2 separate regions of the Mus musculus genome follow, and region 1 is linked to region 2. A link is a contact called in public Hi-C data. All regions are on one chromosome and are shown on one strand. The core of a region is the stretch at or near the end of the contact, and the rest is flanking DNA. Distances in the headings are between cores, read along the strand shown. Region 1 overlaps Nxpe3 (neurexophilin and PC-esterase domain family, member 3). Region 2 has its middle 110 kb from the start of Nfkbiz.

What was found. Hi-C and Micro-C count contacts between places; a contact is called where the count stands out from the background.
Region 1: a Hi-C map of group 2 innate lymphoid cells shows a contact between it and region 2, with 2.4 times the contacts expected there. The contact joins two enhancer-like sites. A contact is called at or near these places in 7 of 39 promoter capture datasets (the C10 cell line, embryonic stem cells, liver and 2 more), 1 of 15 datasets of contacts at CTCF or cohesin (large pre-B cells), 24 of 484 Hi-C or Micro-C datasets (CD8 T cells, the HPC-5 cell line, LSK cells and 15 more), 4 of 115 datasets of contacts at active chromatin or transcription factors (CD8 T cells, bone marrow-derived macrophages, kidney and 1 more) and 3 of 9 other capture datasets (adipose tissue, liver and pancreatic islet).

The regions. Positions count from the first base shown.
Region 1 is chr16:55,844,966-55,852,280 of GRCm38.p6, forward strand. It overlaps Nxpe3 (neurexophilin and PC-esterase domain family, member 3), which reads right to left. Exons shown (of 6, transcript NM_001134457.1): 5 at 4,647-4,853. Among named protein-coding and RNA genes, the nearest start is that of Nfkbiz, 26 kb to the left of the region's middle. Within about 2 kb of position 2,901, at least 4 of the 459 cell types and tissues checked have an H3K27ac peak or open chromatin away from gene starts, as enhancers often do. A contact at or near this core is called in group 2 innate lymphoid cells, where this site is marked.
Region 2 is chr16:55,713,081-55,720,187 of GRCm38.p6, forward strand. No RefSeq gene overlaps it. Among named protein-coding and RNA genes, the nearest start is that of Nfkbiz, 110 kb to the right of the region's middle. Within about 2 kb of position 2,196, at least 4 of the 459 cell types and tissues checked have an H3K27ac peak or open chromatin away from gene starts, as enhancers often do. A contact at or near this core is called in group 2 innate lymphoid cells, where this site is marked.

The DNA of each region.
Region 1 (7,315 bases), core at 1,651-4,150, 130 kb after region 2:
CAGTCTACACATGTCTTAAGATAACTACCTCCATTAAGCCAAGAAATCTTGCTATTTGCATGGATGACTGAATATTTAAGAGTGCAGATGGCATTCATATTTTATCCTTCTAACTGATGAGTAGTTTATCTTCTAAGACAGGGTCTGTAACTTCTGTTTTATGAGCGCATTTCAGGAACTACACATATCTTTTTGAAAATGCTGCCATTTCATATACCCAGAAGTTGTTCTAACTGGTAATAAGAACACATGCTCCACTATGTTCATAGCAGCCTTATTTATAATAGCCAGAAGCTGAAAAGAACCCAGATGTCCCTCAATAGAAGAATGGATACAGAAAATGTGGTACATTTACACAATGGAGTACTACTAAGCTATTAAAAACAATGGATTTATGAAATTTGGACAAATGGATGTATCTGGAAGATATCATCCTTAGTGAGGTAACCCAATCACAAAAGAAGTCATTAGATATGCACTCATTGATAAGTAGATATTAGCCCAGAAACATAGAACACCCAAGATACAATTTGCAAAACACAAGAAAATCAGGAAGAGGGAAGACCAACGGGTGGATACTTCATTCCTCCTTAGAATAGGGAACAAAACACCCATGAAAGGAGTTACAGAGACAAAGTTTAGAGCTAAGACGAAAGGATGGACTATCCAGAGAATACCCCACCCGGGGATACATCCCATAATCAGCCACCAAACCCAGACACTATTGCATATGCCAGCAAGATTTTGCTGAAGGGACCCTGGTATAGTTGTCTCATATGAGGCTATGCCAGTGCCTGGCAAATACAGAAGTGGATGCCTACAGTTATCTATAAGATGGAACACAGGGCCCCCAATGGAGAAGCTAGAGAAAGCACCCAAGGAGCTGAAGGGGTCTGCAACCCTATAGGTGGAACAACAATATGAACTAACCAGTACCCCCAGAGCTCATGTCTCTAGCTGCATATGTAGCAGAAGATGGCCTAGTCGGCCAACACAGGGAAGAGAGGCCCCTTGGTATTGCAAACTTTATATGCCCCGTACAGGGGAATGCCAGGGCCAAGAAGTGGGAGTGGGTGGGTAGGGGATCAGGGCGGTTGGGGGGGGGGGGGAGGAGGGTATAGGGGACTTTCGGGATAGCATTTGAAATGTACATAAAGAAAATATCTAATAAAAATAAATAAATAAATAAATAAATAAATAAATGAAAATGCTGCCATTTGCAATAACATGAATAGGCCCAGAAGGATGCCATGCTAAGTGAGATAAGCTCAGCATAGGAAGAAAAACACACCCCGGCGTCTCTTCTGTGTAGTAACTGTTAAGAGTTTAACACTCAAAGAGTAGAAACTCACCAAAAGCTAGGGACCTTGGGAAGCAAACAGGAGAAGTCAATCAAAGATACCTATGCTAATGAGGAAGGGCCAGGCTGTGAGACCTAGCACCCTGAGTTACACCTCGAGTCACAGCAGAGTGGCCATGGTTAATAATAACATACTTTAGACTCTCCCAAAGGCATCCCAAACGATGTCACTGCCCATAAATAAGTATATGAAGTTACAGATATGTAGTTAGCTTAATAAATCATTCTATCTACAGGTCCCAAGGTACCCTCTAAATACATGCACTTATTTATCAATTAAAACAAATTTTTAGCCCAAGAATGATAGCATATGTTTGTAATACCAGCACTTGGGAGGCTAAGGCAGGGGAATTACTGAGTTTAAAGCTTCCCAGGGCTACAGTGAGAGATCTCACCTCAAAATAGGTAAACAAATAATTTTTTTATTTTATTTTATTTTAATTTATTTATTTATTTTTTTGGTTTGTTCGAGACAGGGTTTCTCCGTGTAGCTCTGCCTGTCCTGGAACTCACTTTGTAGACCAGGCTGGCCTCGAACTCAGAAATCCGCCTGCCTCTGCCTCCCAAGTGCTGGGATTAAAGGCGTGCGCCACCACTGTCTGGCTAATTTTTTTTTTTTAGAAAGTAAAATAATCTAAATTATACTCCTGAATTTAAAAAAAAAAAAAAAGAAAAAGAAAAAAAGCAAATTCCTTGTTTTTCCAATAAGAAAAAAAAAAAAAAAAAGGTGGTTCTGTTTCTTATGACTATTAAGTTTACCCCATAGTGAAAACCTTATAAGAAAACTTGTCTAACATAAGAAATAACAAAGTTAAATGTGTGTGTGTGTGTGTGGGGGGGGGGGTGATGGCACATAGCCCGAGCCTTGCACCAGTAAGGCAGAGACAGATGTATCACTAGGATCATGAGGCCAGCCTGGTCTACACAGTGAATTCCAGGCTAGGCAGACAGTGATAGCATGTCTCAGATAAAAGAAAAAGAAAGCAAAGTGTGTGTTGGGGGCAGGAGGGGTCAGCAGCACAGATTAGAAATCTTTTCACTCCCTCCCCCTTAAGTTGTGTTTCATGGCCCAGTTCCTACAAAATCCACACACACCCGGGAAGCTGAGGCAGGAGGATTCCTCACAAGCAGAGGCAGGCTGATACATAAAGCAACCTGCAGGCTAGCAGGAGTACACAGCAAAGCTTGTCTCAAACTAATTGCATGCATAAAGACATTCAGACAGACAGACAGACAGACATACAGACAGACAGACATGCATACAAACACAGTAAATGTTGATACTGCAGTCCTGTTCGCACTTCCTTCCAAGTCTACTGTGCTCAATTCCCTTCCATGGGTGCCATAAATCAGCCAAGACTTACAGGCAATTCTGAAAAGGACACATCAGACTAGACTATTCCTCTATTCCCGTTAAGGGTTAAGGCGGGCTTCACTCTCTCCTCTCCGGCATGCCAAGCTTCTCCTCTAGACTCTTCCACTTGACTGACTCACTACTATGTTGCCTCCAGAGTTGAAGTGAATAAAAGTTCACACTATCGTTTACTTTTGATAAAGATCAGGCACCCACACAAGGCTTTATTTTATCAAATGAACATCTGTCTGTCAAGGGTCTTGTGGAAAATGAGCAAAACAATCCATGTGATCATTGCTATTAATGGAAATATCAAGCTACGTCATCAGAAATTATGAAGAGGCGACTGCAGAGGCCTGGAAGACCTGCGAGGTCAGCACCAAGGCTTTGCCAGCATCGCGCCACACACTGCTTCCTCCAACAGATTTGTAGTTTAGCCTTCACTAACTAGAACTCAATCATATCTGCTTCCATGAAAAAAGAAAAGCCAGAACTGACTTTCAACCTTTGGGGGTAAAAAAAATCAACTTCCTTTTCTTTTAAAAAAGTAAATTAAAGGGCTGGAGAGATGGCTCAGCCGTTAAGAGCACTGGCTGCTTGCTCTTCCAGAGGTCCTGAGTTCAATTCCCAGCAACTACATGGTGGCTCACAACCATCTGTAATGGGATCTGATGCCTTCTTCTGGTGTGTCTGAAGACAGCTACAGTGGACCCATAAATAAAATAAATAAATGTTTTTTAAAATGTTTAAAAAAAGTAAATTAGAAATGATGAAAAGAGCATCCTAAGCAACTCACACACAAAACAATGCGAGTTTATATTAGAATAAAATAAAGAAATAAATAACCTCTGTTTACAGGGCTGGAGGGATGGCTCAATGATAAAAGCAGTCACTGCTGTTCCAAAGATCCTGAGTTCAATTCCCAGCACCCACAAGGCAACTCATGATTGTCCGATGCCATTTTCTGGTGTGCAGACATACATGCCAAGTATTTGTATACATAAATAAATAAATCTTTTAAAAAATTAAAAATATTAAAAAAAAAAAAAGTCCCCACACAGGCTGAGGAGATGGCTCAGTCAATCAGTGCTTTCCATACAAGCACAGCGACCTGAGGCGAATCGGGAAGAAGCCGGAGGAGCCGGGGAGGCAGCGACAGCCAGGTCTCTCAGGCCAGTGAGAGGCTGTCTCGCAAAACGAGCTGGACAGAGCCTGAGAACAACACTCCAGGCTGACCTTGGCCTCCATACTCATTCCTTCACTCACGCCCACTTCCGCCCATACTCACATACACAAAAACACACAAATAGTTCCCACAACACCACCTGATCCTTAACAGGTAAGGACACACACTTAGGGAAAGAAGACCGTGCCTCCTGTGGCTGAGTGGTAGGACTCCAACCAGCACTGTCTTACTCTGGATCTGGAGGGTGGGTCTCAGAGTGAGGCTAAGAATGCTGGGCCTTGCCCACAGTCTCCAAACAGCAGCCATGTCTTTCTCAGTGAGAGGCCCCAGGGATGCCTTTGCTACAGATACACATTTGGCTGCTTCCTTCCAGTAAGCTCCTGTACAGACCTAGAATTGAGCCATACGGAACTGGGAAAGAGACAAGCGGCCGTGGCCGACAGTTTCTTGATCCAGAAGATTAGCGGTAAAGGACACCTGTGAGGTGGCACGGTGCCGCTCCGCTGTCTACTCTGACACAGAGAAGGAAGCACTGCGGAGTGCCTGCCTCGTCCAAGGTCAGAGAGAGTCAACGGTGTGAACCTCGTGACAACCTCCACCAAAGCAAGACTCTGCGGGCACCCTTTACTGAGAGATCGCCTCCTCACCTGACTCCTCTCGTCAGGCTCAAAAAATGAGTCTGTTCATTCCCAGTACGATTTCCCTCATACTGGGGACAGTCATGAAACCAGTAGCAGAGTACCCACCTGGAACAAATGCAGTGAGGTATTCAAACCACTGCCTGATTGTCGAGTCACCGAACAAATACACCATTTTTCCTTGCAAGCATTCCGTAATGTTGTCGGGGTCATTAAAGTGGCGCATCTTGAACCTCCTGGGCCTCCACTGGTTTTTGTAGAAATATCCGGAGGGAAAAATTCCTGAGCCTTGAGATACTTCTAAGTCATCAGTTTCTACAAAGAAAAAGGGGGGAGGGGGGAAGGGATCTATCATAAGATTCTGAAATTCATCTCCAAAAACAGATACAAAAATGTTTCCAAAAAAGAAAAAAGAGAGAGAGAGAGAGAGAGAGAGAGAGAGAGAGAACTATACCCACATATTTGCTAGCCTGGAAGCTTAAGAGACAGGACTTCCTGTTGTCATAGCTTGAAGAAATCCCAGGTTTTCCCCCCTACACACTAAAATGGGAAGATGAGAAGTGGATGGGGGGGGGGGGCGGTGGAGAGCACCGGGGGCAGCAAAGAACACTTCAGGCATTCCTGCTGTGTACGGGGGTGTTCAGTGAAGTTCAAAATAAAGAAAGGCAAAACCCAAGGAAACGCAAGCAAGCATCTACACAGTGTTATCTCAGAACGGAAGCAGTTTTTATCCCAATGCCTGAAAACCAAATGATAACTTAATCTCACATTAAGTTATACATATATATATACATACATACATATATATGCATGTATATACGTATATATTTAAGTTATATATGTGTATGTATATATGATATACACACGTATATACAAATTTTAACATGGCAATATTAACACAATGCCTCCTGCTCCATTAAATGTTCTAAATACAAATTTTAATTCAGAGAACCACCATTGTCAAATACAGAGAAGCAGTGCCATGTGATGGATGGATGGATGGATCATGCTCCACAAATGGTTCAGGTCTCTTGGAATCAGAGGCAGCACTAAAAAGCATCAGCAACAGTGAACTCACATTGTAGCTCAGCTACACATTGTAACACCACCTTTGGAGAGAGGCACTATCTCTCTGCCTTTACACCTCCCTTGGGAGATGCCACACTGGCCGCAACAAGGTTTCAAATCACATGGTAATAGCTAGTGTGCCTTACAAGTTAACTCTATTCTGGGCTCGCTCTGAGGAGCTCACACACATGATCTGATGTAGGCTCTCGCAACCTCCTTAAAGTTCCTATCAGTGCCCTGGCTGCTCAAAGCAGGCAGCTTAAGCAAGGGCCCTGAGCAGAGCTCATGAAGAGATGCCATCAGAACCAGAACCGAGCAGTTGAGCCCCACGCCCAGCTTCCAATTACCACTTCAGGGCATTTGAAAAGAAACGTGCTCAGAAAGGCCAGCCATTTCTTTCAGCTTTTCCCTGAGGACATAAAACTTATTCCTTTTCTAATAACTCAAATGTGTAATCTCCAAGTAACACCAATCATTTCGTGACACTTCCTTACACACCCCAGGGTTCGGCACCACTCACAATCCAGTCATTTCAGTCATCTGTGAAGCCACGATCGAATGCCAATGCTGTATGCCCTGGACATTTCAATCTAAGTTGGCCTAGTCGCGATGGTTTTCAAGTTATTTAACTCCTTAACACTCCCATGTTACTCAATCCAAATTGTTTGGTATTTCCAAATCTCACTTTTAAAATGCATATTTTCTAGCTTGTTTGTGTAAAGAAAAGGGGAAAATGTAATCTAGTCTGTTGTCTACCTCCAAAAACAGACGAAGACTATTCCCAGAAATACAACTATGCTTACACATATGCTGGTCTGCCAGCTTATGGATGGCATTTCCTGTTGTCATAGAGCAGCAACAGTGCCGGATTTCTCCTGACAGTGCATATTTAATTTTTTCCCCCTTAGGCATCTTTATTGGTACAGCGACTAAGCAGAAATGTAACTGGTATTTTGCAAAAGTTTTTTTTTTTTTTTTTTTTGGTTTTTCGAGACAGAGTTTCTCTGTATAGCCCTGGCTGTCCTGGAACTCACTCTGTAGACCAGGCTGGCCTCAAACTCAGAAATCTGCCTGCCTCTGCCTCCCGAGTGCTGGTATTAAAGGCGTGCACCACCACGCCCGGCAATCCTGCAAAAGTTTTAATTTGGCAAATATGATTAGAAAGACAAATACTAAACATTCATTTGACTTATTCGGGAGTAATTTCCTCGGCTAGAAATAGCAGGGTACACTCGGGAGGTACAGCTCCAAAACTCAGGAGGCTGAGGCAGGAGGATCGCTTGTTCTCAGAAGTTCAAGACCAACTTAGGCACACAGCATGACTCCATCTCAGAAGGATGCCAAAAGAATCCTGGTGAGAAAATAAAACCCCAACTGGATGTCAAGTGTTGCTTTGCCTCCAGCTAGCTCCCAACTCCTTTGTTTCATTATATTATTATTACATTCAGTGTGTACACATGTGCGCATGCGTGCCACAGAGAGAAAGAGTGTGTGTGTGTCTGTGTGTGTGTGTCTCTGTGTGTGTGTGTCTCTGTGTGTGTCTGTGTGTGTGTCTGTGTGTGTGTGTCTGTGTGTGTGTCTGTGTGTGTGTCTGTGTGTGTGTGTGTGTCTCTGTGTGTGTATGTCTCTGTGTGTGTCTGTGTGTGTGTCTGTGTCTCTGTGTGTGTGTGTCTGTGTGTGTGTGTGTCTGTGTTTCTGTGTGTGTGTGT
Region 2 (7,107 bases), core at 946-3,445:
TCTGCTTCCTGGGAATTCAGAGCAAATAAGATCTTCAGTCTCCTCCCATGAATGTCTTAGCTTTGTTTTCATTGGATAGCTGACTCACCCTTTCTGTATAGTACCCACTAGTACAGAAAACATTAACCTTCTCTCCCCTGCCCCTCTTTCTCTCTTTTTCTCTTTCCCTCTCCCCTTCTCTCCCATTCTGACAGTTTCATGCATGTATATAATGAACACTAGTCATCCTACCACCTCATTACCTCTTGCCTCTAACCCTAGCAACTGGCTGTGTCATAACAAGAAGACATCTTTTGCTGCACACTCCTCTGGTGTTCTCATCATCATCATCCTCTTCCTCCTCTCCCTCCTCCTCCTTCTCTTTTTAACAAGGTCACACATCCTAGGTTGACCTCCAGCTTCCTATGTACTGAACATAGACTTGAACTCCTCATCTCCTTAGTTCTGGAATGACCAATGTGGACCACCATGCCCAGTTTATCCAGATCTTCCAATGAGATCCAGGGCTTCACATACTATATGCGTACTAAGCAAGCATTCTATCAGTCATCGGCCCCTAAAACCAAACTTTTGAGGAGCACCAACTACACCACAGATTTTCCTAACTACAACGCTGAAAAGGAAAAGAAAGGAAAAGGGAAGGAAAAGGGAAGGAAAGGGAAGGAAAAGGAAAGGAAAGGGAAAGGAAAAGGAAAAGGAAAGAAAAAGAGGAAAGGAAAAAAGGAAAGGAAAGGAAAGGAAAGGAAAGGAAAGGAAAGGAAAGGAAAGGAAAGGAAAGGAAAGGAAAGGAAAGGAAAGGAAAGGAAAGGAAAGGAAAGGAAAGGAAAGGAAAGGAAAGGAAAGTCATTATATAACTTACTAGGTAGCAATAGGCAACCACAAGTCACCTGCTGAGTCCTACTTTCTTGCTTACCGTGATTCTTTACCATGGGGGTGGGGTCTCAACACCTATATTTCCTTCATTGCGTAGGTCACTTTCTCATAAATCCTTTCAAACAGCCACTGTTTTTTTTGTCCCCCACTATCTCACCAAACAAATACTTCTATGGTTCAGCTGTGACTTTCTGTCTTGACTAATGACTTTTTTTGATCCACTCTTTCTTTTTCCTATCTAATCTCCCACATTAATGACGATGAATGTAGAAGGCTGTTACTATAACATTGCATTATAAACAATGCTAGGCAGAGAATCCACCCTGAGAAACTGAAGGGTATCACTGCTGCAGATGCTGCTGATTAAACAGAAAGGAAAGCTCTCTGAAAGCTGTTTACTTTTCCACCTGAGCAACAAATAGAGCATCTCAAGACTCAGTCATGTTTAGTCTGATTTGTAGCTGCTCTTAAAAGATAACATATAACAGGATTCTTCAGGGACTGCAAGAATGGCTCCATTGGCTACGAAAAAGCCACATGAACAGGTAGGCCTGAGTTTGCATTCCCAGCACTCATGTAAAAGCCAGACATAGACACCTGAACATGCCTGTAAATGTGTAGTGCTATATATGGATTTCTAGAGCATATTTATCCAGCCAGCCTATCCAAATTGATGAACTCTCTCTCTCTCTCTCTCTCTCTCTCTCTCTCTCTCTCTCTCTCTCTCTCTCTCACACACACACACACACACACACACACACACACAGAAGAGCCACATACACATACACACATAGATATTAAAAATTTATTAACTAATTATAATTTCCACTGCCTTTGTCTATCCATTTAAGTATTTCTGGTTAGAAGACTTTACCTGGAGTTATAATATTTAAGTTGTTTTATTCTTCTATTTATTTGTGTCTGCTATGTGTGTACAAGTGTCCGTAGAGGCCAGAATAGGACATTTGACACCTCCACACCCGTCCTCCCCCCCCCCCAGCAAGGGTTACAGGATGTTATGAACCTCCTAAAATGTTGAGTACTAAATTTAGGTCTTCTGGAAGAACAACAAGCACTCGTAACCACTAAGCTATCTCTCCAGCAACATAAAGTTAATTTTAAAGATAAAAATCAAGCTGTTCCTGTTCACTATTATATAACTTCTAGGAACCATGCAGTTGATAACCTCTAGTACCTGTCATTAACTCTAACACAAAGAGAGGGCCCTCGATATAGGATTCTCGAATGGATGGATGAGTGATGAACATGTGTCGTGGGAAGGAAGTAGTCAAACCTGTTTCCATGTGTTGCCCTTGAAAGCTCACCCATGACTTCAAACTCAGAGTAGATATGCTGCGTCTTGAATGGGCGCCCGACAGAGATGACTGGACATAGATCAGGACAAAATCCAGCGGTGATGACACACCTCCATGTTGTTTGGCTTCATTTTTCTTCTGCCTGTCACAACTCCCGGTCTTCCTCTCAGAACACATCCTGTCTTTCTTATTGAAACTATTATTCATAGTCAGAGTATCTGCAAGGAAAAACATAAACAACAGAGAAGGCTCTTAGTTCACATTCATTCTTCTTGAAGACAGCTAAGTCAGTCCTCCTTGCTCTCCCTCTTCAGCATGCATACACCAATCTGCATTCCTCCAATCTTAGGGAAATTGAGCCACCCTGCCATAGGGAAAATAAATATATCTTAATCTTGAATAGGATACCAAGGGGTAGGAAAACAAGTATGGCTTCAATTTGTTATACAGTAACAGCTTTATTTCCACTTCATAAACCCGGCCAACCTTGGAGAAACAACATATTCACAGAAATTAGCCCTGCTCCACAGAGGCAAGTCCAGACACTTTGGCAAAGTCTGAAGTATTATCAGTCTTAGCTTCTCAGTCCCAGTCTTAGGAAGAACCCATGTAGCAAAGCCATGGAGGACCTTGCATCTGTCCTGGGGGATACATTTGGAACAGAACCAATCCCAGATTCAAACAAGTAAGTCATGCTTTCAATTCAAAGCTCCATGTGTTGACCAGAGTCAGGGGTACAGTTAGCGTGAGAGTGAATGCTACACTATAGCTACCCCTTCTTCAAACTGTGTGGGTGAAACATAGATCTAGAATAAAAATTTGGAATAGGTTATAGGGCAGCATTTTTTAATACCTTTGATTCTATAGCATTTACGGCTTTTCCAAGTTCTGTAAGGGTAAGGCTGCCTGCTTGCTTCTTTTTTCCTTGGTCAACAGCATCCAGTGCATAGTCCATTGCCCTGCCCTCCAACTCAACTCTGTAGTCTAAAATGCTTCAATCCTCCAATCTGGCTATGTACTATAATAATGGTCCTGCTCTCCAACTCAACTATGAACTTTAATGATGTAGGATTTGTGTAGACATCTCCCACAAAAGATCAGTTAAGATGAAGACGCCCTGTTTCTGTTAAGCTATCGGGTCACCATCAGTTCAAGATCATCCAAGAATGAAAAACTAGAATGCTTCTATAGACCATATGCATCAGTAAAAGGCAGTATCTCCAGGCTTCCTGGAAAGACACAACTTACAGATTGCTGGTGGTACTTGTACAGCATCCCGTTGAACTGTTAAGAGACTGTAATAGGAAAAGATGGACCCATGATGAAAGTGAGATTGCCAGTGTTTGATTTAAATGGGACCTGATTATAGATAGATCTGCTGCTGGTCCCACGGTGGGGGTTGAGATGCCTCATCTATGAAGCACTCTCCATCTCACCTCCATCACTAAGCACTCTGCTTGTGGACTGGCCCTTTTGATCAGGTTCCCTTCTTCTTGAAATGAAACTTCATGGAGAATGTGGCACAAGGTAAAGAGAAAAGGATGACAATTGCCCCAGGATTCTAACTCACAGACATGTTGGGGAACATCCACATATCCACAGTACTATCAAGTCAGCATTTCTGTCCCTCAAATCTACTGTAGCCACATACAGCTTTGGCTTGCTCTTTTGTCTCTGCCACCGCTGAACTCTCTCAGAGCATGAGACGCTAGTGGGTTATAATTCATTTAAAAACAACAAGCCATCTGTGAAGGCAAAACTCACAGACTAGCTCCTGAGTAACAGGAATAGTAATTACTTAATAAAAGGAGGAAGATAGTCCATCCCTTACATCGACATTACTAACCTCCTACTAGCACTGAAGAAGGTCCTGTCATGGTATGGAAGTCATTCTTCACATGTCACCTGGTGTATGATAGCCATGAGGCAAAAGGAACAAGGTACTACATAGCTTGCAAGGAGATTCCCTGAAGATTCCCATCTCTGTGGCCAGTTTATATTTTTTTTTTCAGTTTATATTTTTTAATTTGGCTTTTATTTTTAAGGTAAACATGATCATTATTTTAATATATTTCATTTCATAATGTTTCTATACATATTTTCTAACCTATTCTTGATGCCTATACATAAAAATGAGGGTATAAGGCAGAACCCCAAAAAAAAAAATGGAACTCTTTTCTCTTTTTTTTTGATGGAATTTTTCCATTACTTTATATAAGAACTCATACTTGAGTAGATATTATCTCCCATTGGTTTTCTCTGCATAATATTCTCAGGAAAACCCTCACCAAAATTAAAAGTGTTATAACTTACCTAGAACTCAGAATTGGTCACTTTCAATGGACACATGCACAGGTCACTTCACCTACTGCTGTGACTGTAAACCTTTCAAGAAGCAACGCACAAGAGGAGGTTTTATCTGAGATTCTTGTTTGCAGAGACACTCTCTATCATGGTGGGAAAGGCCACATGGTGGGGATGGTTTGCACCTGTGGGCGCAGGAGCCTAACATTGTGTGTTCACATCTCCACAGATCAAGAAGCAGAGGAAGAAAACAAGAAGAGGAACTGGGCTATAAACCCACTCACCACAACCACTACACACTACCATCCGCCCCTCCATCACGACCCACCACCACCCCCAGGGAACGAATTCCTTTATCAAGGCTCCACATCCTAAACTTTCTACACCCAAAGGCAGTAGAAAACATCAAGGAAACTATTTTTCCCAGATACAAAATCCAACCACTAGTTGAAGGATGCTGAAGTAGGGAAAATTAGTTTTCTTTCGTGATGTGAGCCATGGTAAGCTAACTTCACAGCAGGAGAGAAAAAATTTCTAAGACTAGCCAGACAACCCATACTGGGGGGAATGAAAAAGGAGAAGGAAGAGAAAAAGGAGGAAGAGGAGGAGATAATCTCAAAATTGGATGGGAGAAAAGAGTAGAGAGAATGATAATAGGAGGAGTTGGGGGAGTCGGGTAGATATATTCAAAACACATTGAAAGAAATTCTCAAAATTTTTAAGTAAAATGTAGTCAAAGAGAGTTAAGTTTTCATACCCTGCCAAAATAGTTCCACCACCCGAGATCAAGTATTCCAACACATGAGCCTAGGGAAAGAGGGGATCGTACATTTAAACCAACTTAAAAAAAAAATGTTACCAGACCTACTTTTATTTATGTGCCCACTGCCAAACTACCTAGAATTTTTGAAAAGGAAAACAATAGTTTGTCTGCTTAACCTTGCGGAGAATGAAAAGCCTAGGTCCAAATAGGGACTGAGCATGCAAATCAAAACAACCAAGATTTTTGTGATGGCTACCACAATAACCACAGCATGGCTGAAGACGAGGCAAAATAATCAAGAAGCTGAGACCCCTGGTGGTCCTGTTTCTCAGTTTCCAGGGATGTCTGTTACCTAATGTAGACAAATATGATAAAACAGGAGATGGAAACCAGAGTTATAGCCAGGAAGAGTCAAGATAGACCCAACAAAAATATTTCCAGATATCCCAAGCAATGGTCCTGGCAGAAGTCGCTACTTACTGGAGGCTGCAGGGTCATGTTCTAGTGAACACAAAGAATTTTACATCTGGTTAGAAGCATTTGGCTGGGAGCATCTTTTATTCTTCTAAATCTGACCAAAGGAAGCGTCCAAGGTTCATTAAACACTTCCATGTCAGATATTCTACTTGGCTGATATTATTAGCGCTGTAGACATTTAATACATGCTTTGTTAACTGAATGTTTACATAAACTACTTTTGTTCTCAGCATTGTCTGTTAATGAAACAAAGATGTAGGAAAAAATATGTTTGATCTGGGAGTCATGGCCTCTAGTTTCTCCTCAACTCAGAGCCTCCTCTAGCTAGCTATATGACAACCAAATCATAAATTCTTCACTTCTAATAATCTAAATTTTTGACAAATTTAATGTCTTTTCCATCACTTGACACATTGGTTGAGCTCATGAAACAGCACTGTTTGATATGCACTAGGAACACACACATAAAAAAAGAACCTTTTAAAACGTTACAGCTCTGCACAATATTAATTTTTTATTAGTTAATATTCTAAATCTCATGTAAATATGGTGTTCTTGAGGCTTATGTTGGATCTACTTCATTTGTCTTTCATGGTAGGACATCCAGCAGTAGTTAGGTTAAGATCCAATGAGTATAATGAGAGTAGTGAAAGAACATTGACATGAGGAGGAAATCTAGACCAGAAGGAGGTTTTCTATTAGAGAAAACAAATATTTGTGTTTTTAAAAAAACTTCCAAAGTAAACATTGAGCATGTACCTTGTGTTGGTGTGTTGGCTGGTCTTTTGTCAACTTGACATAAGCTTAAATGTATCTAGGAAAAAGAATCTTTTCTTTTTTAAGATTTATTGATTATTTTATCAAAGTACACTGTAGCTGACTTCAGACACACCAGAAGAGGGTGTCGGGTCTCATTATGGATGGTTGTGAGCCTCCATGTGGTTGCTGGGATTTGAACTCAGGACCATTGGAAGAGCATTCAGTGCTCTTAACTGCTGAGCCATCTCTCCAGCCCCTGGGAAAGAGAATCTTAACAGAGAAAATGCTTCCTTAAAGTTGGCCTGTAGGCAAGTCTGTGGGGTATTTTCTTGATTGATGATTGATGTGGGAGGGCCCCACCCATTTGCAGTAGTGACATCCCTGGGCAAGTGGTCCTGAATAGCATAAGAAAGCAGGCAGAGCAAGCCACGAGACACAGGCCAATAAGCAGCACTCCTCCAGAGCCTCTTCTTCCAGATTCCTGCCTTGCCTTCCTTCAGTGACAGTTTGTGACCGGACAGTTACAAGATAAAATCAACCCTTTCCTCAAGTTACTTTTTGGTCCTAGCGTTTGATCACAGCAATAGAAATCCTTAGTTATAATTGCAGAACTGA